Linked DNA regions of Mus musculus: region 2 is linked to region 1. A link is a contact called in public HiChIP or PLAC-seq data. All regions are on one chromosome and are shown on one strand. Each heading gives the region's core, a stretch centred on a gene start, on an enhancer-like site or on the middle of the called end of the contact. The rest is flanking DNA. Distances are from core to core; before and after follow the strand shown. Region 1 holds the start of Kcnmb4os2 (potassium large conductance calcium-activated channel, subfamily M, beta member 4, opposite strand 2). Region 2 holds the start of Best3 (bestrophin 3).

Region 1 (3,327 bases), core at 571-3,070:
AGAGAGAATTTTAATATTACATAAAACATTGTGATTGCTTCCAAGTTATTTAAGAATCGATGTCCTAATGATTCCAACTTATCCCTGTTGCCAGAATCCTGCAAAACTGCCTGGAAACTTTGGTTGACTTCTGTGGTAAATCCTAACTTGTCTACACCAAAATTAGATATTAACCATACAAGTTAGAATTTACCTTGTAAGAATGTATATGCACATATATGTATGTATGTATACACATATACATATGTATACACACACACACATATATAATTGATTAAACGACTATCTCAAAAATAATTAGCAGTGTTTCACCAACTATGACTACACCTGTATGGCAAACTACAGAGCACCTTCCAAATCACTAAGTTACTACTTGACACCTTTCTTAGATATTTTTCACTTAATTCTGATTTTTACAATGCTTTCTCAAAGCCACCAGACCTCTTATTAAATTCTCAAGCACTATGCAGATTAACCCACATCTGTTTTTGAGACCGATCACTTCGGCAAGACCTTGGTCCTTAGAGACTGGATTCCAAATGTTCACGTCTACACTTACTGTTCTTGGATTAGCTCCATTTTTAAAAGCAAACGAGCCTCCGTGCACTAGCGGGAGACTTTTCCATTGAGGAGTCCATCATATGTTCAAAGACTAGTTTCTTCTAACTTTCCAAATAAGTGAGTTACGCCCGAGTTTCTCTGCACAGCGGTAGTGATCTTGTTTAAAATAATGAATTCCGATTAATCTATCTGGTCACATTTAAGAGAACATGTTCCTGCACGCACAGGACTCATTTTCTTTGGAATGATTTCTGCTTGTCTTCCAGCACAGCCCCCAGGAAGTACAAGGACTCAGTAACTTGAATATATATACACACCTTCAGCTGGCAGCAGAAAGGAACACAGGCATCAAAGAACCCTCCTGCAGAAGCAGGCACACTGCAAGGCTCAATTAGTTCACGGACTGGGGACACAGCTTTTTATAAGTGCTTTCCTACCCCGGGGAAGTTTTCTGAGTCTCCCTCTCTGCTCTCCAGAGGCTAGAAAGTCCTAACCAGGTTTTATCTATTTTTTTCCCTCTTTTTTTTTTTTTTTCCTCCCCTGTAACAACAAAAGAAGTTGTCAGGAAACCGCTGCTTGGTATATGTCATCAAGGGCTTTCTATTTTCGGTAAGTTGTTCTCCTACTTACTCCTTAGTTACAGCTTCTCATTGTGCCCAAACACTCAGAGTGGTTAGGACCCTTCAGCCTCCACCACCAGCACCAAGCAAACCAACCCGACCTCATCAGAATCTCTTCTTGGATTCCTCCTGATGGCTGTTGACCCCACCCTCACCATCCCAAGTCTATCTGTAGACCTCAAGTTAAAAACTTCAGTTTAGAACTAAAATTCAAAAGTCACTTAAGATACTTTCCAGAAGCGAAGAGACCCCTTTAACCTCTCAAAGAAGGGAGTTCTTGAGCCCCATAGAAGCTCAGGCCATATACTGGAGTACCTGGGTCCTGGGCTATCCCATGGCTACATTGGAAGGAAAAGTTAACTTTCTTTGCTCCTTGAGTTTAGGCAACCCCTTCCCGCAGGCGCTGGACCTGGGGTGGTCCGGAGCTCAAAAAAATCTAAGAACAGAAAAGATCTGTTTGCAGAGAGGCTCGCGTACCACCGCCCAGTAGGCAAACACACCCCGAGGTCTGGAGCCCTGGGCTCCAGGGATGCGTGCATGCACCTCATGCCTCCCTCGCATCAACTCCGAGCGAGGACAGTGCACTCGATTCTTCCCCTGGGGTCTAACCGGGACGTTGGCCCCGAACCTGCACTGTTAGGCGGGAGCTCCCGCGCGCTTACCTTGGGGTTGGTCAGGAGCTGGTGCTGGTCGCTGTGTAGCAGCGCCCTGGAGTTGGACTCGGAGTTGTTCACGTACACCTGGACGCAGGGATACTGCGAGGTGCCCCTGCAGTCGGTGCCACAGGTGAAGGTGCACTCGAACACCTCGCCGATCTGCTGCACCGACAGCACGGTGCAGTTGGCCGCCGTGGCTTGCAGATCCTGCAAGGCGGGACTGAGCCAGCAGAAGCCGAAGATGAAGAGCGACAGGATGCCGGAGACGATGAGGAACAAGCCGAGCCGGATGCTCTTGTCTTCGGCTTCCGTGTACTCGTAAGACACCCTGAGCTTCGCCATCGCCCCCCACTCTCCACGGCTGGCGCGCTCCCCGCCCCCTCCCGCCCCCGGCGCCGAGCTCAACCGCCTCGGGCGGGAGGAGCCGCCGCCGCCGCCGCGCGACAGCAGGGGAGTGGGCGGCGAGGGGGCGCGCGCGAGAACAAAGGGGCCGAGGCCGGCGACGCCCCCGGCGGCGGCGACGGCGCTGCCCGAGGCCGGGCTCCCGGGTGCCACCGCCGCCTCACAGCGTCCGGCACCCCGGGGCTCCCCGAGCCCGCCCCCGCCCCCGCGCGCTCCGCGCCCCGCGCCCGCCTCCCCGCGCGCGCCGCCCGCCTGCCATCGCCGCGGCCGAGCGCCCGGCGCCCCGACGCTGGGAGCGACTGGGCTGCTGAGCCCTGGCTCCGCGTTGAGCGAGGCTGCTCCTCCCCGCCCTGGGCGCCGCCGCCCCGCCCCGCCCCGCGCCGCGCCCCGCAGCTCCCGTGGGCGAGCACCCGGGCCGCCGCGAGCTGCTCTCGGAATCCTCGCCAGATGCAACCTGGAGAGATGGCGGAGACGGTCGAGGCGAACGCTTAGCACCGAGGGAGCGTGGCTGGGGAGAAAGTTAAAAGAGAGAAAAAAAAAATTTTTTTAAGTGGGGGAGGATGGCGTGAGCGTGCGAAGCGGGAATCTTCAAACTCCGATCCGGGGAGCTGCGGGGCAGCAGGCGCACCGGCAAAGGGAGCTCCGGTGGCGGCGAGCGACAGAGGGCACCGGCGCGGACGCGGGGGGATGCCCACAGGCGAGCGGCCGGGAGCCGGAGGTCCCCGCGGATCCCACGCCGCCACCGGGACCGTGCAGGCTAACACGATTGGAGCCTTGAGCGTCGGTGGACTTTCCTGGAAAAATAGGTGCCAGACAGCGGGAACGACCCCTAGGGGGTGGACGCAAACAGGTGGCAAAGCCTGGCCTCGGGCTGGTGAGAGCAGACTCTGTTGGCCTCTTTAGGAATATTGCCACCCTTAGCTGGCCCTGAGATTTGCAGGTGAGCTTTTTCTGGAGCTCTGTGCAAGGCGACCGCGGCTTGCAGACACTTTGGAACTCCACCCTATCGATGTACACCTTTATTCAGCCTCTATTCTCCTGACTTTTCCTTTGTAAGTTTAAATTTGCTTTTTACCTACATTTTTTTA
Region 2 (3,327 bases), core at 387-2,886, 510 kb after region 1:
CTGGTGGCCTTCACCAACCCACAGTGCTTACACCGCACCTGCAAAGCATGCTGATTTCCTGGTTTTCTGTTAAGGCCACTGCAAATTACGCTGTTTGGGGGCCGCTACACATCTAGCCGGAGCGGGGAGGTATAGAGCCTGCAGTGTTTCCCTTTTGTACACACAAGGGTTTATAGAAGTTCAAATTCCATAACGCTCACCAAATCTGAAAACTGTTTACAATATTGCAGGTCTAACCGCCCACTTTCTCCGCAGTACAGATGTAAGATGTGGCATACGACGTTTGCATTCTGCATGTTCACAAATCCCCCGTGGTACTCAAAGCTGTGGAAGTGTGATAACCAAACAGTAACAAGATCCAGTACCCGTTAATGGAGCCCCAGGGGTGCGATCAGTTAGCACACAATTACTAAATGAATATTCATTATTCACAGGACCCCCGACCTGAAGTTAGCAACAAGAGGAACAGGGACAAATAAGCCAGCAATACAAATAAGCCAGAAAAATTAATCTGTCAGGACTCTAAAGCGCTTGCGGTTTGACCAAGTCGCTCACATGCACATAAGGTTGACTAATTCTTTAGAAATTTGAATTTTATGTATTCCTTTTTAGGGCTGTGGGGGAAGCATCCATTTGCTTATTTGTTTTGAGGCTATCCTGGAACTTACTGAATTGCCCAGGCTACCCTTGAACTCAGGGTAAGTCTCCTGCTTCAACTTTCCCATCAATAGGATTACAGTCATGACCCACCAGGCATAGCCTAGTCTTGATTTTTATAATATTTTATTCTACATGTTTCTCTACAAAAACTATTTTTTGCTATTCTCTTTAAGCTTGTGGTGTAATGACAGGTGGAAAAATTACCTCAGAAAGTTAACAGGGTCTCAGGAAATGACCCTCAGATTAATTAATTAGTCTATCACCTACAGAACTCAGATGAGCAGCCTCTTTTAAGAAAGAAAATATCTATTATTATAAATCTGAAAGAAACCATCTCGAATAACAAGCTTTTCTGGTTAACCATGGGAGAAACATAATAAGACAGAGGGTTACAGTTTTCCACTGCACCAGGCCATCACATAATTCTCTGTGCACTTCTAAAACACACACCACACACACATACACCACACACACACATACCACACTCACATGTACACCACATACTTACCATACAAATATACTCACATCCTACACATACATGCATGCACATATGGATGTGCGTGCACACACATATATAAACCACACACATGTACACACACACATGTACACAATACACATGAACACATACACACCTATACACCATACACATATATACAACACACATGCACTTACATACATACACACACACACACCTATATACCACACACATCTATACACCATACATATCTATACACCATACACATGTACACATACACACCTATATACCACACATGTACATAAATGTACTCATACCCTAGACACACATGCATGCACACACACATATATACCACACATACACATACTACACATGCACATAAATATACTCACATCCTAAACACACACACACACACACACTCTTGCTGCTTTTAATGGAAGAGCATTCTCAAGATCTCTCAGAAGATCAGAATTCTTGCTTTCATTCCTGTCTGCCCCAGTGTATGGCTCCATAAGAATTTATTCTTCATTTCATGCACAAAAAGACTGTCCTAATCCCCTCTTTGGCTACTGGAGTATGTTCAGACCTTTTCAGTAGAAAAAGGCTTTTCTTCCTTGATCCCAGGCCAGAGTTGAAATGAATCTTAACTGGACTTAAATGGCCCAGCATCCTCCCGCCACCGCCGCTGACTTCTTGTTCAAAGGGGTACTTTGGGCGGCAGGTGGAGTTATAATTATAGATTAGAAAAAAGCACCATCAGCAGCTGTCACTTCTGTTTGTCCCCAGCTATAACTGTCATCAGTGGGCAAACTGGCACAGACAGGCCTCTGCAAGTGGAAAAACATTTAACCCTGGACTCACTACACGCTGGATCGCCACAGCAGCAGGAGAACTAGGAGGAAACCCAGCTGGTCACCAGTGAGGGTGGAAGCCGGCACCTCTTCAGGGACGGCAGATCGTTTGAAGATTTCTCTTCCCTTGAGAGACTCCAAAGAAATAGGTTAGTGCGCGAGCCGGCTTCTGCACTTGAACGTGACCTTATGCTTGGTGGGCGTCGGGTTTCGGACAGAGCCTGAACTGAGGGTGAAGGAGTGAATGGAAGAAAAGGGGATTGGTTAGAGGCTGTCCCTTGACGGGGCCTGCCTGGAGAAGAGCTTAGGACATTGCTGTTCTGTTCTCCCCTGTCGCTGAGTTCTCCCGAGGCAGAGAGACAAGGTGGCGATCTCAAAGCGAAGCCTGTTTTAGGGCAGGCACCCCACCCTTCTGTGGTGTCACCTACTGACTTAGGCAAAGGGCCCTGGTTTGTTTAATTAAAATCAACAACCATGGAGGACAAATCAGCACTTTGCTGTTGTTGCTGTGGATACAGCTGCCAGCTCTTACGTCCTTAGAGAAACTGGATAAATCACAGTTGGATATTTGCCTGTCTAAATGAAACATTCTCTTATTTGTGATAGAATGTGTGATATAAATCGCTCTACGGGGGGAAAAAAATATGCTCTAGGGTTTGTTTGGTTGGGTTTTTGTGTGGGTGTGTGTATTATAATTTTGACCTAAAATCTATCAGCCTGTGTTGCTCTGTGAGAAGTTCTTTGTAGTTCCTTTGGAGAAAAGTTAACATTTTAAAGAGATCTCCTTTTGTTTGCATGTGACCTATACTACCCAGTTAGCTGAGTAAGGTTTCCAAACAAAGGTCGGCTTTGAGCCATCTATTCGAAGTCCGATGGCACATCTCAGTGAGAAGCCGAGGCATGCCAGGGAGCTCAAAGAAAACTGGGATTAGGCCCCATTCTCATCCTGCCCACGTCCACGAAATGAATCCAGAACAAGGTGTTCTAAATTACAGACACACTAGGGATGTAGCACACATGAGACAGTGCCTGCCCAGCACACACAAGACTCGGTGCCAAGCAAAACGCTAAGTAAATACTACATACAGTGGCGGTGGTACAGTCCCACAATTCCAGCGCTCACTGGAAATGGAGCAAAAGTTCAAGGCCAGGTTCAAGGTCAATGTGGGATGACCCTGTCTTCCAAAATAAGAAAGAAAAGACTCAGTTTGTTTGTCTCTGATTATTTCATTGAGACTTTCCAAGGGGAAAGTGTAGCCTTTTTAATATCAAGTTTACGGCTCCCTTTGAAAGGTACAGAATTCCGACTGTACACCCTGAGAGCTGCTGAGAGACTCACAT

The links. HiChIP or PLAC-seq counts read pairs in DNA pulled down with a chosen protein or histone mark.
Region 2: an H3K4me3 HiChIP or PLAC-seq map of forebrain shows a contact between it and region 1, with 4 times the contacts expected there. The contact joins the promoter of Best3 here to the promoter of Kcnmb4os2 in region 1. A contact is called at or near these places in 7 of 39 promoter capture datasets (the 3T3-L1 cell line, the SN4741 cell line, cranial neural crest and 3 more) and 4 of 115 datasets of contacts at active chromatin or transcription factors (embryonic stem cells, extraembryonic endoderm stem cells and forebrain).

What each region holds. Positions count from the first base shown.
Region 1 is chr10:116,471,343-116,474,669 of GRCm38.p6, forward strand. Kcnmb4os2 (potassium large conductance calcium-activated channel, subfamily M, beta member 4, opposite strand 2) reads left to right here and starts at 1,821. Exons shown (of 3, transcript NR_130644.1): 1 at 1,821-3,045; 2 at 3,143-3,291. It overlaps Kcnmb4 (potassium large conductance calcium-activated channel, subfamily M, beta member 4), which reads right to left and starts at 2,181. Exons shown (of 3, transcript NM_021452.1): 1 at 1,844-2,181. The coding sequence starts at 2,179.
Region 2 is chr10:116,984,678-116,988,004 of GRCm38.p6, forward strand. It overlaps Best3 (bestrophin 3), which reads left to right and starts at 1,637. Exons shown (of 10, transcript NM_001007583.1): 1 at 1,637-2,135. Gm46182 (a long non-coding RNA gene) reads right to left here and starts at 2,086. Exons shown (of 3, transcript XR_001779645.1): 1 at 1,997-2,086; 2 at 201-324.